3 separate regions of the Sus scrofa genome follow, and regions 1 and 2 are each linked to region 3. A link is a contact called in public HiChIP or PLAC-seq data. All regions are on one chromosome and are shown on one strand. Each heading gives the region's core, a stretch centred on a gene start, on an enhancer-like site or on the middle of the called end of the contact. The rest is flanking DNA. Distances are from core to core; before and after follow the strand shown.

Region 1 (3,832 bases), core at 708-3,207, 260 kb before region 3:
CTATGTTCTATTGAAAAGCACTGGTCTAGAGAATTGGAATTTGATACCTTTAACTGTGATAAGGTCCCCAAACCTGGGGTCCATGCCCAAGGTGCAGTTGCAGTGACCACACCCACAGGTCTCAGAGGAGGCTGCTGGGTTGAAAAGACTGTGAAATGTCCTTGGACATTGTGGGCACTGGAGTCAGCTGCCCCAGGTTCAGATCTCAAATCTGCCTCATCTAATAAGCTGGGTGGTCTTGGGTAAGCCTTTCGCTTTGACTCTTTCATAGAATAGAAGCGACATGGCCCATCTCACAGTTCCTTAAGTGCCCCAGGACCCTTTCACTTACTTTTTCCTCTGTATCCCTTCAAATCTTTTCTTTTTTTTTTTTTTCTTTGTAGGGCCACACCCACAGCAGAGGGAGGTTCCCAGGCTAAGGGTCGAATCGGAGCAGCAGCTGCCAGCCTACACCACAGCCACAGCAACACCAGATCTGCGCTGTGTCAGCGATCTATACCACAGCGCATGGCAACGCTGGATTCTTAACCCACTGAGTGAGGCCAGGGATCAAACCCAGGTCCTCATGGATACTAGTCATGTTCATTACTGCTGAGCCACAACAGGAACTCCTCCCTTCATGTCTTTGCACTCCTCACTCCTCTTCCTTAAGATCTTAGTTTAAACATCACCTTCCTGATAAGCCCTGCTGAAAATAGCTACTTCCCAGCCATATCTTATAGAGAATAAATCTATGCTATTTATTCAAGAAAATATATGACACATCATCTATTTGAAATTATCTGGGCCTACTGATTTTATTTTCTTGAGAGTGCTCTGTCTCCCCACTGATTTATAAGATCCCTGAGGATGGGGGTGAGTCAAGCTTGTCACCACTGTCATCCAGCAATTAGAACAGGGTCTGACACAACATGAAGCAGTTAAGAATGCATAAGTCAACCCAGCACAGTCTTGCTTCAGTGAGGCCCTGGAGAGACAACATCCTGCCTTTCTTTGCCTCTTATGGCTGTAGGAGAGCCCAGTCAGTCTAGCTCCTGGTGTAGAAAATGAGTTCATTCATCGCTCCAGGCTGGGGGAGTCTCCAGGGTTAAATCAAATCCCAGAACCTCCTGGTATGCTCTAGGGCTCTGACACACACACACACACACACTCAGAGGAGCTGATCCCTAAGGTTCTGCAACCGGGGAAACAAAGCTAACTCCACCCACCTTCCCTTAACCTCTGTCTGGTGGAGTTATTTTTTGACACTGGTGAACTCAGACATCAAGGCCTAAAGGGAATTGGACCCTTGGGGCTGCACAGGGATGCTTCTCCAAACAGCTAGTGGCACCAGGGCTTCCCAGGCCAAGCGTGCAATTCCTGTTATAGGTGCCGGCTCTCCTTGAGCCTCCAGTTTCCACTCCTTTAGTATCTACCAGGTGCCGGGCGGCACAGCTCTAAGCGTTTAACATGTGTTAATTTATTCAATCTATTTCCTCAGGTAACACAGTGGGCACGCTTTGGCCCACTTTTCTTAACTACACGGCTGAAGTGCCTCTATTATATGCATGCTGTGAAGGCTACCCCACCCTAGTTCTCCCCGGGGCACAACAATTGTTCTATTGAGCTCCTAAATCCACGGCCTTTGCAGAGCTACCCCCCCACCCTGTAGCTGGGCCTCAGGCTGCTCCTTAGTAGAATGGGGAGAATGGAGCTTTCTGCCCGCCCAAGGTTCTCCTATACTGCAATGAAACAATGGCGGGAAAGTGCTTTATAACCCGGGAAGCACGCAGGAAACTATCACTGTTCTTTTTCTCTTCAGGCCCATCCTGAGAAGGTAGGATGTTCTTCCGTTTCACAGGTGGGAAAACTGAGGCCCAGAAAGGCAAAATGCTGTTTCCAAGGTGAAAGGGAAAGTCGGTGGCTCGCCTGCGGACCACACACGAGGAGCGGGGCGGGGCGCGCTCTAGCGGGGACCTCAGGGGGCGGGGCGCAGGGGATGGTGCAATCCCCCGCCGGAGGGCATCAGGCGGCGGCTGATTAGCTCAGGTTTACATCACCCGGGCCGGAGTTGAAGCCCGGCTCCCTGCGCTCCCGAGACACTCGCGGCGGAAGCGGCGGCGACTCGGCACACATTCCGGCTGCTGGGGACCCGGGCCAGAGCCCCATCCGGAGCCGACCTCAGCCGGGGCCGAGCGGCCTGGGCCATCGTGGGTGCCTGGCGACTCTTGAGCTTGGCCGGCACCAGGACCCCGCCGCTGGCGAGGGCAAGGTACCTGGCGGGAGCGGGAGGTGGTGGATAGAGGGGCGACCCGGAGCCTCCGTCCGGTCCGGGGGGCGATCTGGGCTGAGTGTTCCCGCTCGGACCCGGTGACGCGGCCCCGCGGGGCGTAGGGTCGCCGAGTGCAGCCGACGCGGGCGGGCGCGAGGGTGCGCCCCAGCGGGGCGTGGCAGCGTGTCGCCGGGACGGAGGGAGTGGGGACTGTGTTGGCCCCACGCCGCCCCCGCAGGGGTGTGTAGTGTCTGCGTTTGCTGGAGTGTGGGGCGGGCTGGGGAGCTGTGTGGTTGGGTGCGGGGAAGTCTGTGGGGTCCCTGGCGGCCAGGGGGCCTCTGTAACTGTGGGGTGTGCCGGTGCGGATCTGAGTCCGCGTGGGCCAGTGGGGTCCTGATGAGGCCGTGTCTCCTGGGCGCCCGCGGCAGGTGCTGGCGGAGTTGTGCGGAGACCGGCCGGGGTGCTCGCCAGCGGGGCAGGCGCAGGGTCAAGGGCTGCCGGCGCGCGGCGTGCGGGCGTGGCTCGCAGGTACGCTCCGCCTGGAGGCCCTGGTTCACACGCTGTACGGTGCGTGCGTATTCCGTTCCTGCCGACTGTGTGTGTTGTACCTGGATTCTGGGGTGAGGGTGGAGCGAGGCCTCTTACCCCAGACCCGGGGCCCAGTCGCCTTCCCTTTGCCCGGTCCCTGCCCCGCCGCCGACCCTCGGCTCCCGCTGAACCTTCTGCCCCGGGACGCTCGCCGCTTCCGCTCCCACGAGACTAGCCCAGCTGCCCAGGCCGGGGCGAGGCCACCTACTTCTTTCGCGCTGGGGTCGTGGCGGGGAGGGAGGGTCAGACGAAGCGTGTGGCCTTGGTAACTGTCCCGCAGTCGTGAGTACATAGTTATGAGAGCTTTGCTGGCTTGTGTATGCACATCTGCCCTTGGAGGGCGAGATGTGTGTCACTTAATGATGTGTGCACCCCTCTCTGACCTGCATGTGTGCCTTGACTGGCTGGATTGGACAGTGTTTCTGAGGGGCGTGTGTACACCTGTCTGCCCTGAGTCATGTGAGTTATATGCGGTTGGTATGACCCGCCCTTGTTCTCCAGAGAGCGTCAGAGAACAGCAAGAGATTGATACTAGCGGATGCCTGCATCCTGCTGCAGAGATTCTAGTCTTGCCTCATGACCTGCAAATTTCCCTTGCTTATCTATAGACTCAGTTACCCCACCTGTCCAGTGGAGCTTCTCCCAGGTGGTACCAGACTCTGAGCCCCGGATAAATCCAAAGCAGCCTAGGGTGCTGAGGTGGCCACAGGAGGAGGTGGGGTGCGTAGGGGTGGGTTGCAGGGCACAAAGCATCCACACAGCCAGGAATCATTTTACTTTCCAAAGAGCCATTGCAGTGAGAAGTGTCATCCTAGCCTTATCCCTGGAGAGATTTCTGAGACTCCCAAGGGTGGCACGTCAGCATATTCAGCTATTAATAATAACAATAATAATAATACTGAAATTCAAAATTCCCTTGCCTCCCTACCAAATCCCTTCCTCTCCTGGGATCTCCCAGGAGGCCAGAAGCTACTGTGGCCAATTTAGTCTGAG
Region 2 (3,877 bases), core at 317-2,816, 330 kb before region 3:
GCATGGAAAGATATTAGCAGGCAAGCAGAAAGAACAAAAGGGGGGAATGCGTGAATCTAAGATTTGACGTTTCTGGTTAATGGGCACGGACATGGGTGGAGGAGAGGGGATAGAGGAAAGCATGGCAGAGGTTATAAAGTGAGGGAACTGGAAGATTCGCACGGCACAAGAGTTGGAGAGGCTGGCTTCCTGAGTTCATACTGGAATTGGGGTAAAGGGAAAGATCTTAAGAAAACAACGCACGGGGCTCCTAAGAACTGCAAGAGAAATAGGAACGAATCCAACAGAGGCAGAAAGGAAAAATAACTTCTCCTGGAAACCCATTGTGGACCAAGCTCTTCCACCCAGGTTATCTCCTGAACCCCCATGTTAGTCCTCTGAGAGGAGATATTAATATCTTTTTGTTATGGATGAGCAAATTAAGCTATGAAAACTGAGGTCATTGGCCCCATGCGACAAAGCTGAGCTCTGAAGCAGTCAGATTCAAACCAGGGTCCCTGACTCCACAATCCACCTTTTCTTTCACTAAACCCAGAGGATCACTGGAACACCCTGAAATGCAAGCGCAGCTATGGCAAAGAAAACAACATGAGGAAAGGTGCTGTTAATCTCACCCCCTCAACCACCCAAATTTTATCAGTGCTTCCGAAGCACCAGTTGACACAGATGAGGGAGAAATAAGAGACTGTGTCCCCTGCTAACTTCAGTTAGGGAACCTGTTTTAGACGGGGGTTCCTGGAGAATCTAATCCAAACAGTCCTTGATCCACAATGTCAGAAGCAAAGAGGTAGAAGCCCCCCTAGGCATGGGGCTGCCTATTAATTCTGCCCCTTGACCAAGTGATTTAATCCCAATCTCCAAGCCCCTGCCGCTGGTAAAACGGGTGTATTCACGGGATTGTTTTGGAAGACTCCATGTGATAAAGCTTGCAATGTGCTTAGAACAGTTACTGGACACTTCAGCGCTCAATGTCATCGTCATCATGAATATGATGGAAGTCTTTTTTAAAAATAAGGCAGTCTGACTTACTTGGAAATGTATCAAAAAACAGGAGGTGAGGAGGGATAGAGGTAGTGTGATAAGGTCTATTAAAACTTTAATGACAGAAAGTTAAAATAGTTAAAAAGTTAAAGTGCACAATTCTTTCAACTTCCTATGTTTGAAAATGTCCATGATCCAACGTTGGAAAAATAATGCAGTGTGACCTGCTTTGAGAGGAGGGGAGAGCTAAGTTTTGTTTTTGTCTTTTTTTTTTTTTTAATAGAAAAGGTACAAAAACGAAAACAAAATGGGCGAAATCTTCCTCAACCCCGTCCCGCCTTCGGGCTGTGGGCCGTTTGTAAAGCTGCTTGAATGAAATCATCGAGGACCGCTTGCGAAATACCAAATCCTCGAGAGCGAGACCCAAGGCTGCCAAACTCTCGCAAGGGGCAGGGACGCGCTCCAAGCGCCCCATCCCGCTTCGATGCCGAGGAGGTGGGGTTGGAACGAGCGCCGGCGGAAACGCGGCCCGGCCGTTACCAGGGGGTTCCCGGCTCGCGGGGCCACTGAGCGCTGCAAGTAAATACCTTCGGCGGGGCGGGGGAGAGAAGCGTCGAATTTCAAAAAAAAAAAAAAGCCCAAACCCCCACAGCCCCGGGCGGGCGGGCGCGCGCGATGGGCGCCCTTTGGCTGAGGGAGCGAGTGGAGGATGCTGGGAAGGAGGTAAAATGGCCACCGGCGGCGGCGCGGAGGAGGAGAGGAAGAGGGGGCGGCCGCAGCTCCTGCCCCCCGGGCGCCCGGCGCCCAGGGCTGAGGAAGCTGAGGGCGGCCGCGAGAAGATGGGCTGGGCCCAGGTCGTGAAGAACCTGGCCGAAAAGAAGGGCGAATTCCGCGAGTCGCGGCCGCCGCGGCGGGAGGAAGAAGGCGGCGCAGGAGGCGGGCTTTGCGCCCCCGCGGGCCTGGCAGCGCCGGGCCTCGGCGACTTCCCCCCGGCCGGCCGCGGGGACCCGAAGGGTCGCCGAAGGGACCCGGCCGGCGAGGCGGCGGACGCCCGCAAGAAGAAGGGCGCAGCCGAGGCAGGCAGGAGGAAGAAGGCCGAGGTGGCGGCCATGGCGGGCCCGAGCAGGCCCGGCGCGGCCGAGGACGCGGCCGAGCGGCCTCCCCAGGACGAGACGGCGGCGGCGACGGGCCCCGGGGCGGGCCCGGGCAAGGGCCGCTTTCTCGTGCGCATCTGTTTCCAGGGAGACGAAGGCGCTTGCCCGACCCGGGACTTCGTAGTGGGCGCGCTCATCCTGCGCTCCATCGGCATGGACCCGAGCGACATCTACGCGGTTATCCAGATTCCCGGCAGCCGCGAGTTCGACGTGAGCTTCCGCTCCGCGGAGAAACTGGCCCTGTTCCTACGCGTCTACGAGGAGAAGCGCGAGCAGGAGGACTGCTGGGAGAACTTTGTGGTGCTGGGGCGGAGCAAGTCCAGCTTGAAGACGCTCTTCATCCTCTTCCGGAACGAGACGGTGGACGTGGAGGACATCGTGACCTGGCTCAAGCGCCACTGCGATGTGCTGGCCGTGCCAGTGAAAGTGACCGACAGGTTTGGGATCTGGACCGGGGAGTACAAGTGCGAGATCGAGCTGCGCCAGGGGGAGGGCGGGGTCAGGCACCTGCCGGGAGCCTTCTTCCTGGGGGCCGAGAGGGGCTACAGTTGGTACAAAGGGCAGCCCAAGACGTGCTTTAAATGTGGTTCCCGGACCCACATGAGCGGCAGCTGCACACAGGACAGGTGCTTCAGGTGCGGGGAGGAAGGGCACCTGAGCCCTTACTGCCGGAAGGGCATCGTCTGCAACCTCTGTGGCAAGCGAGGACACGCCTTTGCCCAGTGTCCCAAAGCCGTTCACAATTCCGTGGCAGCTCAGCTAACCGGCGTGGCCGGGCACTGAACACCCGCCTGCCTGCCAAGGTGAACACAGAGCCAGCTTACCCCTCTTAAGTGCCAAAACTTTTTTTAAACCATTTTTTATCGTCTTCGAAGGAGATCTTCTTAAACCTGCAAGAGACGTCTCGCTCTGCCTTCCTAAACCGAGTTTACTCCATTTCAGCCTTTACTGAATTTGGTGACTGTTGTCACTAACGATGACCGAGAACTGTAGCGTGCAGATATGTCGCCCCTCCCTTTTTTAAACTTTGTTTTCTGTTTTGTATTCGAGGATTTTTTTTTTTTCTGGTACTTTTTATTCCCCACGCCTTGTCTTCTCCCTGGATATCCACCCTTTGGGCTGCCTTGCTCATCTTTATGCCCCAGCGCTAGGTAGGGGCCCAGCACATGGTAGGCACTCCATCAGTGTTTGTTGAACTGAGAACATTGTTGACTGTGGCTTTTGTCAGGGTGTCTTATCTTTTGCAGCTCATCCCTTACCCCTTTTAATTTGCTGCTTCTAATCTGTGTGGTCTGAGAATTTGTGAAACCAGTGTTGTTAGAAGTGTCTGTAATCTGAGTCAATAAGCTCTGCATGGTGGCCAAGGGCCTCTCTTATGGCATTAAAATGCGTGGACTTGGTGACAGCACTTTCAGTGGCTCAGAAGCCATTTTTCACAGAATCACGGAATCTAGAATTTTCCTGCTGGAAAGGACCAAAAAATTGGTTTTGACCAATCCCCTGGTTTTCCAACAGATGAAACAAGGCCCAGAGAGGTTAGAAGACTGGGTCAAAATCACAGAGCTGTCTGGTGCCAGAGCTAGCCTAGAGCAGAGTCCCCTGACCCCAAGCCCGGTGCTCATTCTACTACCTCTCACACTTCACAACATTTTCCTCAACACTGAGGGCCCAGAAAGTCTGCTCTCTCCAGAATGATGAGCCCAGAGGAAGGCTAAGAACTCATGTGGGAGAGGAAGCAGAAG
Region 3 (3,743 bases), core at 1,063-3,562:
GTCCTCTGCACGGGGCATCCTGCAGAGACTGGCCTCAGAGGCTCCGCCACCCTCAGCTAGACCTGGGATGGTAAATGGAGCCCTACAGGAACCCTGACAGAGGCCCCCTACATTTTGTTAGACCCTCACGCAGTCATCTTGGTGCCTCCCACCCTACCACTTGACCTTCACAGAAGCTGAGCTTGTCAAAGTTGGAAGGATTCTTAGATCATGCCATCCAAACTCTTTTACTGCTAAGGAGGCGGAGGACCAGGGAAGGAAAGGCACTTACCCAAGGTCACGTAGCAAGTCAGAGATCTAGAGGCGGGGCCTCCCAGAGTTCCAGGCCACATGTTAGACTATCAGGACAGTCTCAGGATTCCCCGGAAGCCAGGGAGATGGTCTGGAACTCTTTGGGGAAAGGGCTGAGGATGGGGCTCGTTCTAGGGTGTCAGATCTGGTGGAACATCCCTGATGGTGGCTTTGCCCTGACCCTACTTCCCACCATTCACTCAGGGGCTCCTTTCAGAGCTTTTTTTTTTTTTTTTTTTTTGGACCAAATTCAAGGCAAGGCGTTCCTGCCTCACTCCAAAGGAACAGTATGCAGTTTTTGGCTGAGCATGAGAAATTCTCTGGGCATCTCTGGGTTTCCTCAGCTGGTCTGGGACAGGACCAAGGGGATTTGAGCAGGCAGGAGGGCTTTATGGCAGTCCCCCAAGGGATCCACAACACAGGCTGGCAGGCATTTCTTTTCTACCCATGTCCTCAAGCCTGCATGGCCCCGGGTATACCCTCTGTCCTGCCAGCACTCAGACAAGCCCATCCATACCCCTGGGCTTCAGTCCTCAAATCCAAGAGGTTCTGAGGTCAAGAAAAGAAGGCAGTAGAATAAGAGACATGTGGTTCTCTTGGGGACCTGGGGGAGGCCGGGGGATGAGTGTCTGTAGCCATATCCCTAATTACTCCCTAATTTCTTTGACCTTGTTGAGGTCACAGAACCCTTTGCCCAGCGCCCTCTTGCTACCTGGCTTGGCAGGGTGATGGAATGTGGGTGAAGTGCTTGGAAATCTGTGTGGCAGAAGCTCCCACTCTTCTGGCTCCTGCCTTTGCCATCTCAGCTACCCCTTCATTCTCAGCCCTTTCTTCTCTCCTTTTTCCTCTCCTCTCCTTTTCCCTCCTCTCTCTCTCTCTCTCTCACCCCCCCCCAAAAGCTGATGCCACATGTGATGTCAGATTTCTTACTGCAAAAAGGACGCCTCCTCTCTAGACACCTGTCCTGGTGGAGGCCATCAGAGGAGAACCCTTTTGTGACCCCCCCCCTTGATGGGGAATGGGGTCCACAGAAGCAGTCTCTGATTCTTCTCCATACCTTCCAGAGATCACCCCCTTCTGGGCCTGAATGACCTCTCTTGTCCCCCAAACCCTTGTCCCTACAGGAACTTGCTCTGAAAAGGGATGAAGTGTGTTGAGGGTGGGGGACACCCAGGAACAGCAGGGCTGGTTCCAGAGGGGCATAAGAAGCTGGAGGGGAGAGGGCATGCAGCCCAGGGGACCAGGAGCCACTTTGGGGGAATCCCTCCTAGAAATCCTCTTTTCATCTTGGTCCCCAGGACGGGCCCAGCCTTTGGCAGGCATGTGGCTGAGGGTAACAAAAGAGTTGCTGAGAGAGGGGGCCTGAGAACACTTGTCTGGCATCTCCAGGGGGAGCAGGCTTGAAGGGAAAGAGGGTGCTCCCAGCTACCCCTTAGGAGCCAACCCTGTCTCCCCAGGGATTGGTAATCGAGGCCGGTTTACCTTCCCCATTAGGGCAGCACACTCGGGCAGCCAGCCTCCTTCCTTCTGCCGCGGAGAGGAGACTCTGGGACTGCCTTGTGCGTTAGCCCCACAGCGCCGGCCCTTCGTGGGCGCCTCTCTCTCTCTCCATTCTCTAACCACCCCTTGCTCCAGCCCCGATCTAGGGCCGCAACTTTCGAAGTCCAGGCTGGCGCTTGGCGACGGGATGGGCCGACCCTGCGACTTTCCCTTTGTACGGGCCTGGCCCTTGCCCCGCCCGCCCGGCCCCCAGGAAGCCTGAGAGGCTCACACATCCAGGGAAATCTCCTCCCGGGGGTTCCCTGCCGCGCGCACCCCTCCTCGTGGCCCGAGCTGGGGAGGGCCCGAACTCCCCTCCCCTCTTCTCCCCCCGCCGGGTCCCACTCACCGTTGTCCCCGGGCGGCCCCCGGGCGCCAGGCAGCACGTAGGCAGTCTCCAAGGGGTGGTAGGTGGGGGCCGGCACCCCGCTGCACTGGAAGCCGTCCCCTTTGATCTTCTTTACCAGGAAGGAGCGGGGCATGGTGCGACTGGCGGGGGGCTCGGCGGGGGCACTTGCGTGGGGCCCCGGTGGGGGGAGACGGCCAGCCGGGCGCGATTGGCTGTCTGCGCGGGGTTTCAGCACTGGACAGCTCCCAGCGGGCGGGCAGGCGGCGGGCGGCAGCGCGGAGCCGGCACCGGTGGCGGCGGCCCGGGCTCTGGCTCTGGCTCCCGCTCGGGCTTGGCGGCGGCGGCGCGCAGACAGGCGATCACTGGAGCTGTGCTCAGCACTCCGGCTGCCGGCTTTATATGGGACGCAGGCTGGAGGAGATCAGGTGGTCCCCTAGCAATGGAACTGTTCAGCGCTCTAATCCATCAAATGTCCCCCAGGACAATCGCTCCGCACACGTTCCCCTGAACCGGCAGCGGTGGGGGCAGGCCAGGCGCAGGGAGCAGCGGGCAGGCAGGAGGGGAGAAAGTGAGGGTGAGAAAGGCGCAGAGATACGGAGAGATGGAGAAGGGTGGGGGGAAGACAAGGGGGAAGAGAGAGAGAGAGGGAGAGAGAGAGAGAGAGAGGAGATACACAGAGAAAGACAGAGACAGAAAAAGAGAGGCACACACACTGAAAGAGGTAGAAATAGGAGCAGAGAGACCAAGATAAGGACAAAAAGACACAAGAAGAAACAGAGAGAGAAGAAAGGAAGAGATGGAGAGAAGTAGCAACATACACCCCCCACAGGAGAAAAAGAGAGATCAGATACACAAAAAGAAAGCCCCCAGGGATGTAAAGAAAAGAGAAGAAAAGTGCAAGACAGAGAAAGAAACCGAGGGGACAGAAGGTAGAGTAGTCTGAGCAGGCGAGGTTCAGGCACATGGGGACACAGGGAAGGGGATGCGAAGAAAAGAGTGTGAGCTCGCCCGTGGCGAGCTCCTGCCCCCAGCCCTCTCCTTGTCCCCCAGTTTTGAAGTGGCCAGTTTGGACACTCAGCTTTAACTAGGGGAAATCATCCCACCCACCCCAGCTCGGCCTCCCAATGAAGCCCCCTCTTGGGTTTGGGGTTCAACTTTCGTCTCCCAGAACCAATGGGAGGAGCAAGTCCCCCATGCTGATGCCCAGCCCCGTTCAGCCGGTCCTGTTCCGGTGCCTAGATCAGGCGGGCGCTGCAAGAGGAAGTGAAAATCGTCCAGTAATTAATTTCCCTGCTGCCGGGGGGTGGTGGTTTTGACACATCCGAGGCTGTGTCTTTCCCTGAAGCGGGGAGCAGACAATAGAGACACGTGGACTGGGAAGGGAGAGGGGGGAAGGGAGGGGGAGCGGGGCTCCCGCTGGAACTCTTTGCAGGTCAGCTCCTTTGTCTCCAGGAGGATCTGAGCGGACACCCCCGCCCCCCACCATCCGGCCAGAACCTAGGGGAGCTTCCATATCTTGGTAGGACCGAGGAACAGGAGAACACATCCCCCCTGCCCAGCAGAT

The links. HiChIP or PLAC-seq counts read pairs in DNA pulled down with a chosen protein or histone mark.
Region 1: a contact with region 3 is called in an H3K27ac HiChIP or PLAC-seq map of alveolar macrophages. The contact joins the promoter of TRIB3 here to the promoter of SCRT2 in region 3. A contact is called at or near these places in 1 of 47 Hi-C or Micro-C datasets (embryonic fibroblasts) and 1 of 2 datasets of contacts at active chromatin or transcription factors (alveolar macrophages).
Region 2: an H3K27ac HiChIP or PLAC-seq map of alveolar macrophages shows a contact between it and region 3. The contact joins the promoter of ZCCHC3 here to the promoter of SCRT2 in region 3. A contact is called at or near these places in 1 of 5 promoter capture datasets (fetal liver) and 1 of 2 datasets of contacts at active chromatin or transcription factors (alveolar macrophages).

Annotation. Positions count from the first base shown.
Region 1 is chr17:34,817,717-34,821,548 of Sscrofa11.1, reverse strand. It overlaps TRIB3 (tribbles homolog 3), which reads left to right and starts at 1,957. Exons shown (of 4, transcript XM_013983169.2): 1 at 1,957-2,251.
Region 2 is chr17:34,883,321-34,887,197 of Sscrofa11.1, reverse strand. ZCCHC3 (zinc finger CCHC domain-containing protein 3) reads left to right here and starts at 1,566. Exons shown (of 1, transcript XM_003134368.4): 1 at 1,566-3,877. The coding sequence starts at 1,710. The coding sequence ends at 2,918.
Region 3 is chr17:34,556,816-34,560,558 of Sscrofa11.1, reverse strand. SCRT2 (transcriptional repressor scratch 2) reads right to left here and starts at 2,312. Exons shown (of 2, transcript XM_021077537.1): 1 at 2,180-2,312. The coding sequence starts at 2,312. The region is part of intron 1 of LOC106506648 (a long non-coding RNA gene); the gene reads left to right.